2 separate regions of the Mus musculus genome follow, and region 2 is linked to region 1. A link is a contact called in public HiChIP or PLAC-seq data. All regions are on one chromosome and are shown on one strand. The core of a region is the stretch at or near the end of the contact, and the rest is flanking DNA. Distances in the headings are between cores, read along the strand shown. Region 1 overlaps Syn3 (synapsin III). Region 2 overlaps Syn3 (synapsin III).

Region 1 (3,560 bases), core at 365-2,864:
ATCCATCTTTATTGACTCAGTTCTCACCATGACTTTAAGGGTAGCCATTCTTGTGATCTCTATTATGCCAATGAAGGAGAAAACAGAGGTATATAGAAAGATGTAAGCTGTGCCTTTGACTCAGAATATTCCGGATTACTGTGCTATATGTTTTACTAAGTATCATTGGACTGACTGGGATTTATTATTACATGAGATGATCTATATCAAGCACAGAGGCCACTGCCAAACATTTAAGAGAGAGGCTAAACTACCACCACAAGTATTAGCATTCTAGTTTGATTTGCACTGCTACAATGAAACCCTTTTAAAGAAAACAGGTTCATCTTGCTTCATAATTCTGGTCCAAGAGTGAGGTGCTGCATGTGGTGATAGTCTTCTTGCTAGATGTATCCTGCTGTGCCACAGGACACTATGCCAAGAGACAGAGGCATGTATATTTCTCTATCTTGCTCTGTTCTTTCAAAATCACCAGAACTCCATTATGATAACTTTGCCAAAGTCCAATCTCTTCCCAAAGGCCTCATCTCTTACCAAAATTGATTAAGTTTCTGTTCTCAAAACAATTGGCAGTGGGGATGAAATTTTAACACTGCAATCCTGGAGGGCACTCCATCTATATCTAAACCAGAGCACTCATACTGTTTTCTGGTACACATCTCACATTACTACCTTAAGGGAGCTCCTTTAGTGGCCTTGCTTAGAGAGGGAAGCCTTAGTGGGGAAAATGCTTTGGCTCATGATGGAAATAAAGGTGAGTTCCTGAAGACTTAGCGTCATCTGGATCCAAGCCTTCATGGGTGTCCATGGAAAAGAAGCCAGGGTCATGGCCAATATCAAGAGGGATAAGGACAAGAAATGGGAAAACAGGAAAAGCCAACAAGATGACTGCATTCTAAAGTGAGATTCCCTTCCCAGCATCTCCCTAGAGGCACTGAGTGGGTAAAACACATCACCTTTGGTAGAAGAGCCTCTGTGTTGGGGGTATAAGAAGCAGATGCACCTGCCATCAGTGATGTGCAGGGTGAGTAACCATCCGAACAAGGGACCTAATGGCAGAATATTCAAGAGAAGAGGAGCCAACTGATAATTACCAAAAACCTGAGAAGGGCCAAAAGTTTTTCTTTGTGTCCTAAGAGGTCTGTAAGTCCCCCAAGTGACACCAGATCACCATCCTATTGTCCTTGTCACCATCCTCATTTCAGCTTCGGTCCAGTAGTGATGACTGAAAGACCGGGTGGAGCTGGCTTCTTCAGCTCAGCCCCTCCAGCATTATGGGAGCTTCTTGGGTGGCTGGAGGAAAACACTTTGAGTGAGGATGGTCACTGCCTAAATGATACCACTTCTACTCTTCAAAATGCCTCCTTGGAAGGTACTATAGACACAACAGCCTCTTCTGGCTGGATTCCGTCCATGCCACTCACCTATGACATTTGTCAATGCCTTGAGAAATGTCTTAAGAAATGGCTAATGACGTATCATGGAACGAGGCCAGGGATGTTTCTAAACACCCAATGATATGACCACTGAAACACCAAAGAATTACCCTAAGTGTTCATAGTGCTGAAGTGGGGGTACAGCTCATCAGACTGCATGGTTACTGCATTAGTCATAGACATTGTCAAGGATTAATGCACGCACACTGAGATTCCAGACAACTGGTTGGAATCTTGACTCTGCTGTATAATGACAGGGGGAATTGATCTACTATACATGTAGTCATCAAGAAGATTCAGTTGGGTCTGTTTGGTAACTGGCCTCTGGTATCTACCTCCTCCTCCTACACAAACTCAATGCAAAAGAGATAATCATCGGATTGCCACACAGCTTGGGGATAGACTTTGTCAGAGCTCAGGTACTTAAAGATCCCTCGAAGTTACGAAGTCAAGCACAGAGATGCCCAGTCTTTGTCCCATGATCCATACATGCTTCAGCCCTTCCAGGGGCCTGAGTCCAGAATGTGAACACCTTCCCAGCAAGTGACTAATTGTTATGCTTTAATTATCCCACAACATGGGAGCTTAGTTTTGAGGCATTATGTAATTGTCAATGCAAACAAGAAGTAAATGAAATTTATACCCAAATCTGGTTTGACTAAAGGTTGTGCTTGTTGAGTGGGTGGAGGGAAAAACCACTCACGTCTGAGAAGCAGAGTCTCTGGCTGACGGAATTCGTACCATAAAAATCTCTTGCACATGGACAGAACCTCAGAGCAGGAAGTTACATCAGAGACTTTCTCGTCAAGAACTCTTCATTTTACATTTGAGAAATAAGTCCACGAGGGAGGAGACACTTAGTTAGAGGCATACCCTACTTATTAGCAGGGAGGAAGTCAGACCAGAGCACCCCAGAACCCTGTCTGTTGTAACATGGCACCCTGTTGTCTCCACTAAGGTGGGATTCTGCCCAGGTTAGATGGCATAGAAATACGATTTCCTAAATTTTCAGTTTAAAAATGCCCATGCTGGACAAGAGCTTGATTCTCAGAAGCCAACCCTATAGTAGGGTTTGCTTGTCTTTTCTCCAGGCTCCTGAGGCAATATTGAAGCAATTCCCTCTGTGGGTGCCTTGCTCTCTGAACTTACCACACACACACACACACACACACACACACACACACACTCACAGACATGTGCACACACACACACCACATACACACAGAGACACACAGACACACACAGAGACAAACACACACAGACACACACAGACCCAGAGAGACAGAAGACAGACACACACACTCAAAGTCATGTGCACACACACACACACACACACATACACACCACACACAGAGACACACAGACACACAGACAAATATGTACAGACATGCACACAGACACACACACACAAACACAGACACACACACACACACACAGACACACACACACACATGTTATCCTTTCTCAGAATGACATAAGAGTTTTCCGTGCAACCAGTACAAAACAGTTTCTGATTTCCTTTAGCCAGGCCCTTAGAAATCATCTGTTATCATATTGCCTTTCCATCCATTTCCCCACCACCCCTGCAATCCAGACACATTTTATTCCCTTTCTTTTGGAAACAAGAAAATGAAAGGAGGTTAAGAGGATTCCCTTAGGCTCTAGAATTTTATAGCAATGGCAAATGTCAGACAAAGAGTCCATGCCATGTTATCTGATGACGTTTCATCATGATTTACAATTAAAAAGCAAACATCAGAACTGAGTATCAAAAGCACACATATAAGATAAAAAGAAAGCATGGGGGCAAGTCATTTTAAAAAATCCTAATAAGAAAACTCTAGATTTCTCTTTCCAACCAAAGACACAGGTAGTAACAGGGGAAGATATGGAAGGATCATGTATCTGAAGGAGTCGTCAGGTGCTGGCTGAGGATTTTAGGTTGCTCATGCATGGTGGACAGCATGGTGGATAGTTGGGAGATGAAGGAAGTAAATGTGTGTGTGTGTGTGTGTGTGTGTGTGTGTGTGTGTGTGTGTGTGTGTGTGTGTGTGGTGGAGCATAGTCAGAGGTGGGAAGTGGGTTTACAGATGTGTTCAATGTTCACTAGCCCAGGTCAAATGT
Region 2 (3,560 bases), core at 498-2,997, 140 kb after region 1:
TATTAAACTTGGATAACAAATCAGTTCCTCCTGTCTCCACCCAGCTTGGGACTAGAGAGCCCGTGCTTCCTGTGTGTTGATGTGACGAGATCACTGGTCTCCAGTTATGAGATCTGAGGTCTGCCTCAAGTTTATCATCTGACTCTGGAATTACCTTGGTGGTATGATCCTCCCCAGGAATTGATCTCTCATCTGGACAAGTGAAGGACTGACTGTGTGTGTCTACTCTTTTGTGCATGGATGTTACTTATTACGATGGGTCAGTATTCTGGGTCAGGTTTCCTTGGGGAGGGCTATCTAGCAGAGCTCAGGATGGAACACCTAGTGCCGCCAATAACACTCTTTGAAGGAAGCTTCATTAGAAATATGGCCTGCTAAGATCAGATCAGGATCTCTGTGGCTGTGAACATAGTGAGGATTCTACCCAAACACATCTAATGAGCTGAGCTCAATGATCTATGGGACCACCGGACTTCCTGTTGGATCACATCTGGTTTACCTGTAGACAGCAGCCTTGCAGACTTAGCTTAAGGCCAGAATTCGGAATCAAGGTCGCTTCAGGGTCTGTCACTGACTGCTGGACAGTTTGGTAGGAAGCCTTCTAAGCTGCAGAAAAGACTTTCCCACTGGAAGACCAGCTTAGATGTAGACCTCTAATTAAAAGTGATATTATTTCATACGAGTCTGTTTACTCCAAGAGAGAAAGTCTGGAAGTTTCAGGTCAAACATGTGATCACTGAGCAAGCCCACTCCACTTTCCTCTCCAATAAGGACAAACAGACACCCAAAGGCCTGAGATTTGTGAGAAGCTCAACACCCAAAGGGCTGCCTGGGATACAGATCTGGATAGATAGACATGATGGGGACTATGCCTCTTGTGGGCAGGTGGCTGTGGGCTCCAGATCCCCTTTGACTCATTATCTTCCAGCTTGGGTTTCTTTGTAATTAATTAGTTCAGGGCACAAATCTGATGCTGACATTGTCTAGCCAGAAAGGGAGGGTTATTGTAATATCAAGCACGTGAGACTATTACTACTATCAGCTAAACATATAAGGGTCTCCAGTCTCTTGTTTGCCACATTTGTCCCCAAATATCTACGTGGTGGCTTTGAGTACCTCCTCTTCTCCTTGATATCAGGGAGGCAATAGAACTGGTGGCAACTGTGATGAACTGGAAAATCCATGTCCTTTGGTAAGGGGACAGTGTGGCCAGATGTTTAGGTTCTTATAATAAGCTGGAAACCCCAACGTGCTAGGGTGAAACTTTAGTTTTTAAGTGTTACTACAATGTAAAATCACACACACACACACACACACACACACACACACACACACACACACACACACACAAGCATACACTGATTCAGCTGTGTAGGTTACAGGTTTCTTGTGACCTTGTATCTGGTGACCTCTTGAGTAACCTTTAAGTCCTCAGATCTCAGAATGAATATGGCCAGTGGCTCTTTTGAAGCAAAATGATTTCCTCACAGCCTACATTCTTGGTACCATGTCCTTCCCAGTTTCTGAGCTGGTGAAGAATACAGGTTGTGATGTTAACCAGCTTGCCTCAGATCTTGACTTTATTACTTGCTGGTTACATGTCTTGGGCAAGCCAGCCTATCTCATTCTTGCTTTTCCTCTCTGTTACCCTGCATGTATAAGAAGACCGTTCGCTTCACAGGGCTGTGGAGGGAATTCACTGAGATCATGGAAACAGCCGTCTTGGCTCGCTGCTTAGCCTGTAGTAAGGGCTTGGTAAATACCAACCCTCGTGATTACGACATAGTCTTATTGCCTCCCTTATATGGGAACTGGGTCTTACTCACTGGTCTGATGTTAGTGTGCACATAGTAAAGTCATTGTGAATGAATGAGGGGATGTTTGAAAAAGGCAGCATCCAGTCCTTCTAGGCAGCAGTGTCCTCAGCTTGGGAGTGGTGGGAAAAAGAGATAGTATCAGGTTTTGCCATGCAGCTCAGTGAGAAACAGCTGCTGTATTAAAGAGCAGTGATCAACTTGGAAAACACAGCGAAAGAGGCTGGGAAATGGCTCAGTCAGAAAAGTGCTTGAAAGCACAGATTCCAGCACCCACATTAAAAACAAACAAACAAAAAACGGTATTATGGTCTGATTCTAAAACCGTAGACCTGATGCAGAGTACAAAAGAATGTCCAAGGCTTGCTGATCAGCCAGTGTAGACTAACCTCTGAGTTCCAGGTTGAGTAAGAGAACTTGTCTCAAAAAATAAGGTAGGGAGCGAATGAGGAAGATATCCAACATTTACTTTTGGCCTTCAAACACACACACACACACACACACACACACACACACACACACACACACACAAATGCACAAATACACATACATGCATATACACACATACATATACATACACACACAAACACACACAAACACACAAATATACATACACATATGCAGACATACATATACAAACACACACATATACACACATACACATACATATACACAACATACACACACAAACACACATTCACACACACATATACACATACATATACACACAGGCACATATACACAAACACACATACACACACATATACATACAGCCCTCCACACACATACAGACACATACAGACCCACACACATACACACATTCACATGCAGGTACACACAGTCACACACACACAGACACACACACAGGATGGATGAAAACCACAGTGACCATTGGAGCTCAGGTGCTGAGGTGGTAAAGAACACCAAGGGATGGTTTGGCAGATTAACAGGTTTTACATATCCAGGCTGGAGATGCCACACACTCCTAAAACTTAATGCCTCACCTGACTTCCTATTTTGTTTTAAAATTTAACCCTAAATAGTTCACATTCCTTTGAGTCTCACTGTGAGAAGTTCCCAAGCAGGAAGAACTCCTCGTCCTGCACCATCCGAGGAAGGAGCACGGGGAACCTCCCACTCCGTTAAAAATTTTCTCATAGTGGTCACTTTATAAAAGGAACAAGCAAGAGTTAATGCTATACTTAACTAATGCTAAGTTAATGCCATACGTAACTAATGCTAAGTTAACGCTATGCTTAACTAATGTATTCAAAGTATGATCATTTTGCCATGTAATCAATTTTAAATTACTTTTGACATTTTTCCAGTTTTGCAGTGAAGGTTTTAAAATGCATTGTGTGTTTTCACAGTCAGTGCATGTCAGTTATATGCGGCTGCATTCCAGTTATCCTACCATCCACCCATTGTTAAGGGCTGCCATGTCATGCCGCTAAGGAGAGTACAAGCCAAAATCCCGTTTGAATATGAGGCATCTTTTCTCACTACCCTCCGTATTTAGCAGCTTGCCTGCAGGGTGTGGGAAAGATGGGGATGCATTTTTTGCTAACCAAAGCTCAGAAGCTACTGGCTCAATTTGGCCAGAAGAGACTTCAGGACGTGAAAGTCCCAGGCGGGAAGCTCATGTCCTGGGTGACCTTGTACAAGCTATCTGACTCAGTTTTCTCATTTGACTAACAGGAAACTAGGTCAACAGAGGTGGAGCAATTTGGCTTTAGAGATACACCT

What was found. HiChIP or PLAC-seq counts read pairs in DNA pulled down with a chosen protein or histone mark.
Region 2: a contact with region 1 is called in a CTCF HiChIP or PLAC-seq map of the NIH/3T3 cell line, with 17 read pairs. The contact joins two enhancer-like sites. A contact is called at or near these places in 6 of 39 promoter capture datasets (the 3T3-L1 cell line, embryonic stem cells, liver and 2 more), 1 of 15 datasets of contacts at CTCF or cohesin (the NIH/3T3 cell line), 7 of 484 Hi-C or Micro-C datasets (the HL-1 cell line, embryonic fibroblasts, liver and 3 more), 7 of 115 datasets of contacts at active chromatin or transcription factors (cardiomyocytes, fibro-adipogenic progenitors, forebrain and 3 more) and 3 of 9 other capture datasets (adipose tissue, liver and pancreatic islet).

The regions. Positions count from the first base shown.
Region 1 is chr10:86,171,942-86,175,501 of GRCm38.p6, forward strand. All of the region lies in intron 6 of Syn3 (synapsin III), which reads right to left. All of the region lies in intron 2 of Gm35636 (a long non-coding RNA gene), which reads left to right. Among named protein-coding and RNA genes, the nearest start is that of Gm35636, 12 kb to the left of the region's middle. Within about 2 kb of position 1,615, at least 33 of the 459 cell types and tissues checked have an H3K27ac peak or open chromatin away from gene starts, as enhancers often do. A contact at or near this core is called in the HL-1 cell line, the NIH/3T3 cell line, embryonic fibroblasts and 1 more, where this site is marked.
Region 2 is chr10:86,308,979-86,312,538 of GRCm38.p6, forward strand. All of the region lies in intron 6 of Syn3 (synapsin III), which reads right to left. All of the region lies in intron 1 of Timp3 (tissue inhibitor of metalloproteinase 3), which reads left to right. Among named protein-coding and RNA genes, the nearest start is that of Timp3, 10 kb to the left of the region's middle. Within about 2 kb of position 1,748, at least 92 of the 459 cell types and tissues checked have an H3K27ac peak or open chromatin away from gene starts, as enhancers often do. A contact at or near this core is called in the HL-1 cell line, the NIH/3T3 cell line, embryonic fibroblasts and 1 more, where this site is marked.